3 separate regions of the Zea mays genome follow, and all the other regions are linked to region 3. A link is a contact called in public Hi-C data. All regions are on one chromosome and are shown on one strand. The core of a region is the stretch at or near the end of the contact, and the rest is flanking DNA. Distances in the headings are between cores, read along the strand shown.

What was found. Hi-C and Micro-C count contacts between places; a contact is called where the count stands out from the background.
Region 1: a contact with region 3 is called in a Hi-C map of ear, with 3 times the contacts expected there. The contact joins the promoter of LOC100383202 here to the promoter of LOC100283386 in region 3. A contact is called at or near these places in 2 of 25 Hi-C or Micro-C datasets (ear and leaf).
Region 2: a contact with region 3 is called in a Hi-C map of leaf, with 4 times the contacts expected there. The contact joins the promoter of LOC100217064 here to the promoter of LOC100283386 in region 3. A contact is called at or near these places in 5 of 25 Hi-C or Micro-C datasets (bundle sheath, leaf and tassel).

The regions. Positions count from the first base shown.
Region 1 is chr10:111,489,796-111,493,208 of Zm-B73-REFERENCE-NAM-5.0, reverse strand. It overlaps LOC100383202 (splicing factor-related), which reads right to left and starts at 1,866. Exons shown (of 2, transcript NM_001175864.1): 1 at 1-1,866. The coding sequence starts at 1,839.
Region 2 is chr10:110,776,876-110,780,166 of Zm-B73-REFERENCE-NAM-5.0, reverse strand. It overlaps LOC100217064 (Vacuolar protein-sorting-associated protein 11-like protein), which reads left to right and starts at 1,585. Exons shown (of 5, transcript NM_001359554.1): 1 at 1,585-1,985; 2 at 2,544-2,717; 3 at 2,854-3,180. The coding sequence starts at 1,743.
Region 3 is chr10:111,182,239-111,185,458 of Zm-B73-REFERENCE-NAM-5.0, reverse strand. It overlaps LOC100283386, which reads left to right and starts at 1,787. Exons shown (of 3, transcript NM_001367102.1): 1 at 1,787-2,136; 2 at 2,223-2,391; 3 at 2,493-3,220. The coding sequence starts at 1,892. The coding sequence ends at 3,200.

The sequences.
Region 1 (3,413 bases), core at 617-3,116, 310 kb before region 3:
AGAACTTGGTGGTGTTACACCGGGGGGGTAGTTCTGAGCTCCATCACTTGATGTAGTGCCTGGTGGAGGGATGGGAGCTGCTGGGGGTGGTGGATACTGCACCCCATATGGAGGTGGGGCAGCATGGCCAGGTGCAGGGGGTGCAGGATTGTAGATGCTAGAGCCTGGTGGTGGCGGAGGATATGAAGCATACGGTGGTGGCTGTCCCCAAGGAACTGGAGCGTAACTCCCTGGAGGAGGTGGTGGTGGTACCCCCATGTAGGATTGGGAGGAATATCCACCTGAAGTAGGATCCGTAGGAGGATACGATGGGGGTGCTGACACTGCTGGTGCCGGCTGTGGTGGCTTTCCAGCAACTCTAACCGCAATAACTCTACCTTCAAGATGGTGACCGTTCATTGCAGCAATCGCTGCATTGGCCTCTGACACGTCTGAATACTTGACAAATCCATATCCTTTGCTCTGTCCGGTGTTTCGATCCTTGATCACCTTAGCCATGACAATATCCCCAAATTGCGAAAACAGACTGACTAATCCATCATCATCCATTGTAGGTGGCAGGTAGCCGATATACAGATTTGTCTCGTCATAGTCTTTCTTGATACCATTGAGCCCAATGACAGCAGCACCACCACCGGCTGACCAAGGCGGGTTACTCCCCGTTCCAGCAGAAGCACCACCGCTACCACCACTTCCTGTAAGAGCCAACATTGGACCACCAGATTTGTTCATGGACTCAGGTGCACTGCCGCCACCAAGCTCAGCCAGGAAGTTCTGGTATTCATCATCCATCTTCTTACCAGAAGTGCCCTTGACTGGACAATCAATAGTCGGGTGCCCACCATCCCCACAGATCTTGCACTGCACATCACTCTTAAACGTGTTCATCTTGTTAGGGCAAGCATACTGCCTGTGACCAGCCTCACCACATGTTCTACAAAACTCGTCGTCCCTAATTGTTCCATTAAGAGCGGCAAGCTCCCGGAGCTGCTGCCGCTTGTGCTCATTGAGCACCTCATCCACCGGGGTGAGCAGCTTCTCCACCATACCAGCAGCCGCATCGAGTGCCTCCTGCGTCTCTGCCTCAACAAGCACGTGGAGATCTTCGTTCTCACTGGGATCCGGCTTGAGGTCCCTCTTCTGCAGAAACTTCCCTTCCTTGACACTACCCTTCCCCCTAATGACAATCTTGGCACCAGTCTCCTTCTCCATACGCTTCTGCGTGTTGCCACGAGGGCCAATGATGAGGCCGATAAAGTTGTAGCCGGGGTATTCCTTCATGGGGATGTAGAGTTTCTTCTGGAGCTTGGGTGGGCGGTAGTCGGAGGGGGGCTTGAAGGCGGGGTTGCGGCGGATGAGCTGCGAGATAATATCCTGCCTCTCGCGGTTGAGGCGCTCCCTGGCGCGGTATTCGCGGGTGTTTATGCGGATGCCGAAGTTGTCGTAGACGGGCTCGGGGGACGGAGAGCGCGCGCCCTCGGGCCGGTCGTCGAGCGGGAGGCCCGACTGCAGCAGGCGCGAGATGTCGAGGAGGCGCGCGTTGAGAGCGTGCACCTCGGGGTCCATCTCGGCCGCGAAGTCCTTCATGAAGTCCGGCAGCGCGATGGCTGGGCGCGGCTCCTCCTCGGCCCACCGCGTTTTGCGCTTCCGGCCCACGGCCCCGCCCTCGCCGCCGGAGTTGTTGGCGGAGTCGTCGTTAGACTGCTCCCAGCGGCTGCGGCGGCGGCGGCGAGACGAGTCACCGGCGCCGTTGTGGTGGGGCTCGGAAGAGCCTGCGCGGGGCGGGTCGGAGGAAGGCTCGCGCGAGGGGGAGCGGGCTAGGGTTTCGGCGGAAGCCATGGCTGAGTCTGCGCTGAGGGAGGGGAGATGGGGAACCGGAAGGCAGTCTGATTTGGAATCGCTCGGTTTTTTTTAGGGGAGAAAAGGTCGATGGAAAGTTCGGGGGCGGTTCACGGAATCGGTTCGGTTATCGCCTTATCGGAGAAGGCCCAATTGTGAGATTTCGAAAATTTTGATGCCAATTTTTCTATTTGACGAGTTTTCGCTGAAACGAAATATGAAAACGCTGCAACGGATTTCAAACGAAAACTTAAACAAATTTCGGAAAGTAATAAAACAAAAAAGTAATATTTAGATCGGTTTTCAGATTTGACCTATAAACGCTCATTCTAATTCTATAAAATCTATATCTATATATCTATATATATTATATTAAAGCACCAGTTTCAACGGTCGTCATGCGTCATTTTTTATAAATAATTTATCACAGCTATTTTAAATTAATCCGCTGCACGTCTATAGATACCAAATGATATCCGACACGGACTAGATGCACGCGGGCCACAACTATGGCACAGACACGTCATGCCGGCCTGCTAACTGTGTCGGGCCAGCTCGTTAGCCCGTCGATTCATTTAATTAAATCAGCGTAACGACGCCCGACACGGGCTAAATGCACATGGGCCACAACTATGGCACAGGCACGTCACGCCAGCCTGCTAACTGTGCCAGGCCAGCCCGTTAGCCCGCTGAAACGAAATATGAAAACGCTGCAACGGATTTCAAACGAAAACTTAAACAAATTTCGGAAAGTAATAAAACAAAAAAGTAATATTTAGATCGGTTTTCAGATTTGACCTATAAACGCTCATTCTAATTCTATAAAATCCATATCTATATATTACATTAAAGCACCAGTTTCAACGGTCGTCATGCGTCATTTTTTTACAAATAATTTATCACAGCTATTTTAAATTAATCCGCTGCACGTCTATAGATACCAAATGATATCCGACACGGACTAGATACACGCGGGCCACAACTATGGCACAGACACGTCATGCCGGCCTGCTAACTGTGTCGGGCCAGCTCGTTAGCCCGTCGATTCATTTAATTAAATCAGCGTAACGACGCCCGACACGGGCTAAATGCACACGGGCCACAACTATGGCACAGGCACGTCACACCAGCCTGCTAACTGTGCCAGGCCAGCCCGTTAGCCCGTCGATCCATTTAATTAAATCAGCGTAAAATGTTAAAAAACAGTGCAGGAGGTGGGGTGTGAACCCATGCCTTGATGGAAGAAGGGCGGGAGACACCAGGTGAAACTGTCTAACCAGTAGATTATCACGCTAAGATGTTTTTAATATTGAATATAAATTGTATTGTTGGGGACTCGTTCTCAAATGCTATGAATTAAGAACAAGGCAACATAAAATGTTAAATGTTAATACCCTTCGTCCAATGAAGCATTATTCCTTTAAGAATTAATGCACCTCGGACGAAGGTTGTCGGGGACCATAATTAGGGGTACCCTCAAGACGCCTAATTCTCAGCTGGTAACCCCCATCAGCATAAAGCTGCAGAGGCCTGATGGGTGCGATTAAGTCAGGGATCAGTCCATACGAGTGACT
Region 2 (3,291 bases), core at 336-2,835, 410 kb after region 3:
CCTAACGTAAGGCCTCTGGGCCGCGCGACCGCCACATTTATTGCGGATAAGGCATGCCGCCTGTCCATTCCACTGGCAGGCGATGTGTCGTCTCAGCATTTAATGTGCCCTGTCCATTCCACTGGCAGGCGATGTGCCGCCTCAGCATTTAATGTGCCATGTCCACTCCACTGACGGACGGCGATCAGGCCACCCTGCAGGCGGCGTGCCTATCCATTCCGTTGGCAGGCAGTACGCCCGCGCTGCGGCGTACACCATGCTCATCATGACTCGCGCGTCACCGAGGAAGCGGCCGCGAGATATTAATACTATATGCACTACAGACATTATGGCACTCGGAGATCTTCTGGGCGACACTGGCATTGGATACTTCTATATATAATCCCTCCATTTTGCTCCTGGGCCCACATGTCGGAGCTTAGCATCCTTGTACGTGCCCCCCTTGAGGTATAAAAGGGAGGGCACACGACATTACAAGGCAAGCTCACTCAGACCCAACGGACACGCTCACACTCACTCAAACTCACAAGTTCATACAAGCTCTCAAGCTCAATACAACACACAGTGGAGTAGGGTATTACGCTGCAGCGGCCCGAACCACGCTAAACCCTTGTGTGTTCTTGTGTTTATCGTCCATCTAGCTAGCAGGCAAAACGCTTAGGCCCCTCCTCATCTTAGGATTTAGGGTGGGTGCGTTACGCCACCCGGCCGGAGAATTTCCTCTCCGACATTTGGCGCGCCAGGTAGGGGGCCTAGGCTTTAGGTTTTTGCTTGTTTCTCTGCTCGACGCCATAGTTCACATCGTCGAGCACCATGATCTCATGCCCGAGGACTTCATGCTGGAGGAGGAAGCTGCCTCCTCCACATCGCAGGCCACCAATCTCCCTGCACCTGTTGCAGCCGCTGCTGTGCACTCTGCGCGGCAGCACACTCCCGCGCAGACGTCCAGGGCGTATAGGGCTGCGCCTGAGGCGCGGGGCGCTGTCAGCGGCCAGAGAGTTGTTGCGCCACCCCCAAGGTCCACGGCCTCACCGGGGGCCATGAAGAAGTGACGCGACGACGTCAACCGCCTACTCGGCATGGCACACTCTGGCTCAGCCAGGCCTAGGCCTCGTTGAAGGGGGTTTTTGTAAAAAGATGATGCATGACGACCATTAAACTATTGAAACTGGTGATTTATAATACTTTCTCGGTTCCAAAATAGTATTTTTTAGGCTTTTGTTTTTATGTTTATAATTAATTAGATGATGATGAATATAAATATATATATATAACCCATACTTATATAAATATATTAAGGGGGTGTTTGAATGCACTAGAACTAATAGTTAGTTAGCTAAAAATTGTTAGTAGAATTAGCTAGCTAATAAATAGCTACCTAACTATTAACTAATTTATTAATAATAGTTAATATTTGAACTATTATATAGGGTATTTGGATGTCTCAACTAATTTTATCCACTAACTGTTAGTTTTAGTACATTCAAGCACCCGTTAAGTATCTAAAATAAATTTTAATTTAAAGCACAGGGAGTAGTAAAGAACTAAAGATAAAAATAAAGATTTTTTCTCACAGTTGCGGTCGCACCACACGCGGCGCGCGTAGGCAACCGGTTCCAGCGCATCGGCCTCGTCCCTCCCTCCTGCTGTCCTGCACCCCAGCCGGTCGCCGAGCCCGATCGAGTTCCCGTCTAAGCCGCACGCCGTTCCGGCCCCGATCCGCCGCATCACGTCGGCCCGACATGTACCAGTGGCGCAAGTTCGAGTTCTTTGAGGAGAAGTCTGCCGGCCGCGGCGGCGGCGGGGGTTCAGCCGCCGCCGTGCCGGCCGAGATCGCGGGCCGAGTCACCTGCTGCTCGGGCGGCCGGGGCCGCGTCGCGGTGGGGTGCGACGACGGCACCGTGGGCCTTCTCGACCGCGGGTTCCGCCTCTCCTATGGCTTCCAGGCCTACGCCTCCTCGGTCCTCTTCCTCCAGCAGCTCAAGGTACCGCCCAGAACCCTCGTTGCGCATCTGAAGCACCGGCGTTCGCGGCCACCTCGCAAATTTATGCAACTTCTCGTCAAATTACTGGCTAGAACACTACTTAGTGGTTCTTCACACTGGATCATGTGTAATTCACTAATTCGGGTGCATTTTAGAAACAAAAATTACCTGTTTCTTACTAAAATCAGCTGCTAGGTATGACAAGACATGTGAGTTTTACCAATCTTGGATGGCCACCTAAGTCTTGTACTGTGGCTAAGCAATGCCAGAAATCTTTCCTGAAATTGGCCAAAAATCTTGTTAGATTAGTTGATTTTGTCAACTTTCAAGATCAGTGATCTTGTTTATTCTGGCCTATCAGATTCCATACTCTGCGGAAAAAAACCCTGTTCAATTGCGGTGCCAGTGCCATTTATTTATTTATCATTTGCTAATTGAGATCTACGAATTGCCCCTTACCGCTGTGTCAAACATTTATTCACACTGTACAGTTTTGTTGTGATAACTACAGCTGCATAATGAACCTAATTAACAACTTATATTGCTCTGTTTATTCAGCAAAGAAATGTTCTTGTCACGGTTGGAGACGATGACCAGTCATCTTCTCAGGCATCAGCAATCTGTCTAAAGGTTTTTGACCTCGATAAAGTACAAGAAGAAGGATCAAGCACAACAACTCCTTTCTGTGTTCAAATTTTGCGGATCTTCACTGATCAATTTCCTCAAGCAAAGGTAAATTCTCTCTTTTATTTTCTATTTGGATTCACATGTTCTGTATGTCACATGATCTCTGTTATATATTTCGTATATATGACAGATTGTAACATCTGATTTGAGTGTAATTGGCATATTTTGCTGTGTTTTGCAGATTACATCATTTATGGTTCTAGAAGAAGCACCACCCATACTGATGATTGCCATTGGACTGGACAATGGTTTCATTTATTGCATCAAAGGTGACATTGCACGTGAGCGTATTACACGTTTCAAGTTGCAAGTTGAGGCTGCTTCAGATGGCAGCACTAGTTTGCCTATTACTGGTCTTGGTTTTCGAGTTGAGGGGCAAGCACACCAGCTCTTTTCTGTAACTCCTGGTTCTGTAACCTTGTTCAGCTTGCATATTCAACCACCAAGGAGGCAAACACTTGATCAGATTGGTTGTCAGACGAATGCTGTAGCAATGAGTGACCGTATGGTAAGGATGAATTTTGTCACACATATTTTTTCCTTTCATTTAATCCTATAGCAATATGGGCCATAATTTTGTTGGTAGCCTATGTGCTTTAGGATGCAGTTCACAACTTGA
Region 3 (3,220 bases), core at 538-3,037:
AAATAATAATATGTCAGGTAAGTTCTCACCGAACAGTAGCTGTCAACTAATAACCAGCCAAATCACATATGCATGGTAGACCTCTTTACTAGGGCTAGTTTGGGAGTCACAAAACTGGAGAGAATTAGAGAGGCTAAAATTATTCTCTTATTCAAAGTTGAATAAGGAGGGGATTTAGTCCCTCCAATCTTCTTCGGTATTTGAACTTTCAAACTAGTCCTTAGTGTCGCACTGTCGCGCGCGCGTCTCCTTACCCGGCCCGGGAAACTTGTGGCAATGGTGCCAAATGGCGTAACCTAAGCCAAACCTCGCGCTCTCCCTTGCGCTGGAACGTCGTCGTGTAAGACATCTCTATCCTTGTCTGAAAGCATCATCGCATACATTCATACACGCGGCCATCATCGTCATTGCATTGGGGGCGTAAAACCAGGTTGGCTAATTAATCAAAAATCAGTAGTAAGACCCACACCGATGTGATATGCGCTCAATTAAGCAACCATTTCCTTGGAGCCAAAACCATCGCCGCGGCAGGCCGGCCGGCTGGTTAATTTATGTCACGTACGGAGGGGTGGCACCAAATTAATTAGGCAGCCAACAAAGCTTCAATTGGTAGCAAGATACCACCACCGGTCACAATAATCCAAGCAAGGAAGCAAGGCTTTTTTTGTTGTCGTGCCAACCCCCAGCCCGCAAATCGCAGGCACCCTATGTGCGTGCTGCATGCCGCAGCCTTGCATATGCATGCCATGTTGGTGCCATGCCAAAACTATCTGAGCAAGCTCCATGTCCATGTCACCAACCCTAGCTATATATGTGACTGCTGGTGGTGTTACCAAACCAACCATATATATCAGGACAGAAGGAACAAACCTCTGATGGCCCCCACGCTCTCTCTCTCTCTTTCCCTCCTTTGTCATCTGGGACTGGGAAATAAGACCATCAACGAATAAATAAACCAAGCAAAGCCAAGCCAAGAAGAATGCAAATCACTATATACATCTTTAAAGTGTGAGTTTCGCCGTGCGTCGCTTCCTCGTGAGCTCAACGAGAGTCGTATGAGGATATATCGCGATATAGCTGAATATATTAAGCTAAACAACGTAACTTTTTGCTGCTAAAAAGGATATATCAGGATATATCGACCATTAGAGCTAGCTATTAAAAACCTTGCTTCTAACCACTTCAGCTAGTGTTAGTTTGTTCTATATAAATGATAAATACTATAAATATTCCATTAGCTGCTTTGATGCGTGACAGGAGAGAGAGAAAAGAAGAAATTTAAGGCTGTCAAAGATATAGCACACACTAACCAGAATCATTAATGGGCCCAACCATCAGTGCCCCCACCACCTCTGGTTTGTCCACTCTCTCTCTCTCTCTTTAAAATTGAAGGAAATTGGAACGAAAGAAAAAAAACAAATATTTGCTTCAAAAGCTGAGCGAGGAGGAGAGAGGAAAAGATGATGAGAGGAGAGAGAGAGTGGGGCAAAAAAAACGACAGGAGAGAGAGAAAGTGTGGAGGGAGTATCAAGAAAGGAGAGGCTTTGCGTCCAAGCGTGCTCCCCTTGAAGCAACCCTCCTCCGGTCAGCGGCGCTGTTGACCGTGTGCAGGCGCGGCGCCAGCGCCACACCTCCAAATCCAATCTCGCAACGGAACGGAGTGAGTGGAGAACGGCTCTTCCCTTCCTCGCACGTCGCACCCCACGAGGCCACGACCCTGTCCTCCTCATCGCCCGCCTTGCATTGGGCCTCCTATATATGGCTGCCCCTCCTCTCCACCCTCGCCATTACGGACACACGGGCACCCCGTCTCCTCTTCTTTCTCTGTGTCTCTGTCTCCTCACCAAAGAACCGCAACTAGGAACGGCTCGCCACAGAAGAACGTACGGCTATGAAGACGAGGCGCGGTGCCTGCTACTCCTGCCATGCGGCGCCGGGCGAGGGCCCGGAGGTGCAACGCCGGAAGAGGCGCAGGACGGCGGCCGAGGCATCGCCGGCGGCTGCCGAAGATCCAGGTGTCCGCCTGGGCGCCAGAGACATGTTCGAGGATCTGCCCGACGATCTCGTCGTCTCCATACTGAGGGACGTCGCCGCGTCCGCCGGCTCGCCGGCCGATCTCGCCGGCGCCATGCTCACGTACGTACGTCCAGTATATCGCGCCTGTCTTCTGGTGCCCGGTGCTTGGATTTGTAACCTGGATGTGTGTTCGCGCGTGTGTGCAGGTGCAAGAGATTCAGGGAGCTAGTAGCGCGGAGCAAGGTGGTGGTGCTCGCGCGGGCGTCGCCGCGGTGCCTCTCGGTGCGCGCCAAGGCCTGGTCGGACGAGGCGCACCGGTTCCTGCAGCGCTGCGCCGACGCCGGCAACCTCGAAGCCTGCTACCTTCTCGGCATGGTGAGGACAAAGAATCGTCTGTGGCGCCTTGACGCTAGCTAGACGTCGGGAGGGATCGATCGCGCTGACGAAGCTGATATATGGTGGGTGGGTGCATGCAGATTCGGTTCTACTGCCTGGGGAGCCGCGGCTCGGGCGCGGCGCTGATGGCGGCGGCGGCGGTGGGCGGGCACCGCGAGGCGCTGTACTCGCTGGCCGTGATCCAGTTCAACGGCAGCGGCGGCGGGAAGGACGACCGCGACCTCCGCGCCGGAGCCGCGCTGTGCGCGCGCGCGGCGGCGCGGGGCCACGTGGACGCGCTCCGCGAGCTGGGGCACTGCCTGCAGGACGGCTACGGCGTGCGCCGGTCCGTGCTGGACGGGCGGCGCCTCCTCATCCAGGCGAACGCGCGCGAGCTCGCGGCCGCCTCGGTGGCGCACCCGTGCCTCCTCATGAGCGACCTGGGGTGCCGCGCCGGCGAGGCGCACGCGGCCAACCGGTTCCTGGTGGACTGGTTCGCGTCGCGGCCGCTGGGCTTGACGCCCGGCGGCAACGGCAACGGCAGCGCCGGGACGGCGGGCTCGCCGGAGGAGGACGGCGTTGGCGGTCTCCGGCTGTGCTCGCAGGCGCTGTGCGGGCGGCCCGAGACGCGGCGGCACGAGTTCAGGCGGTGCTCGGTGTGCGGCGTGGTGAACTACTGCTCCCGCGCGTGCCAGGCGCTGCACTGGAGGATGGCGCACAAGGCGGAGTGCACGCCCATGGACCGGTGGCTCGACGCGGTGCAGCCCAACGCCATCGCCAATGCGGACGCGGCGGCCCCGGCGCCGTGACGTTCTCCGTTACTATATAT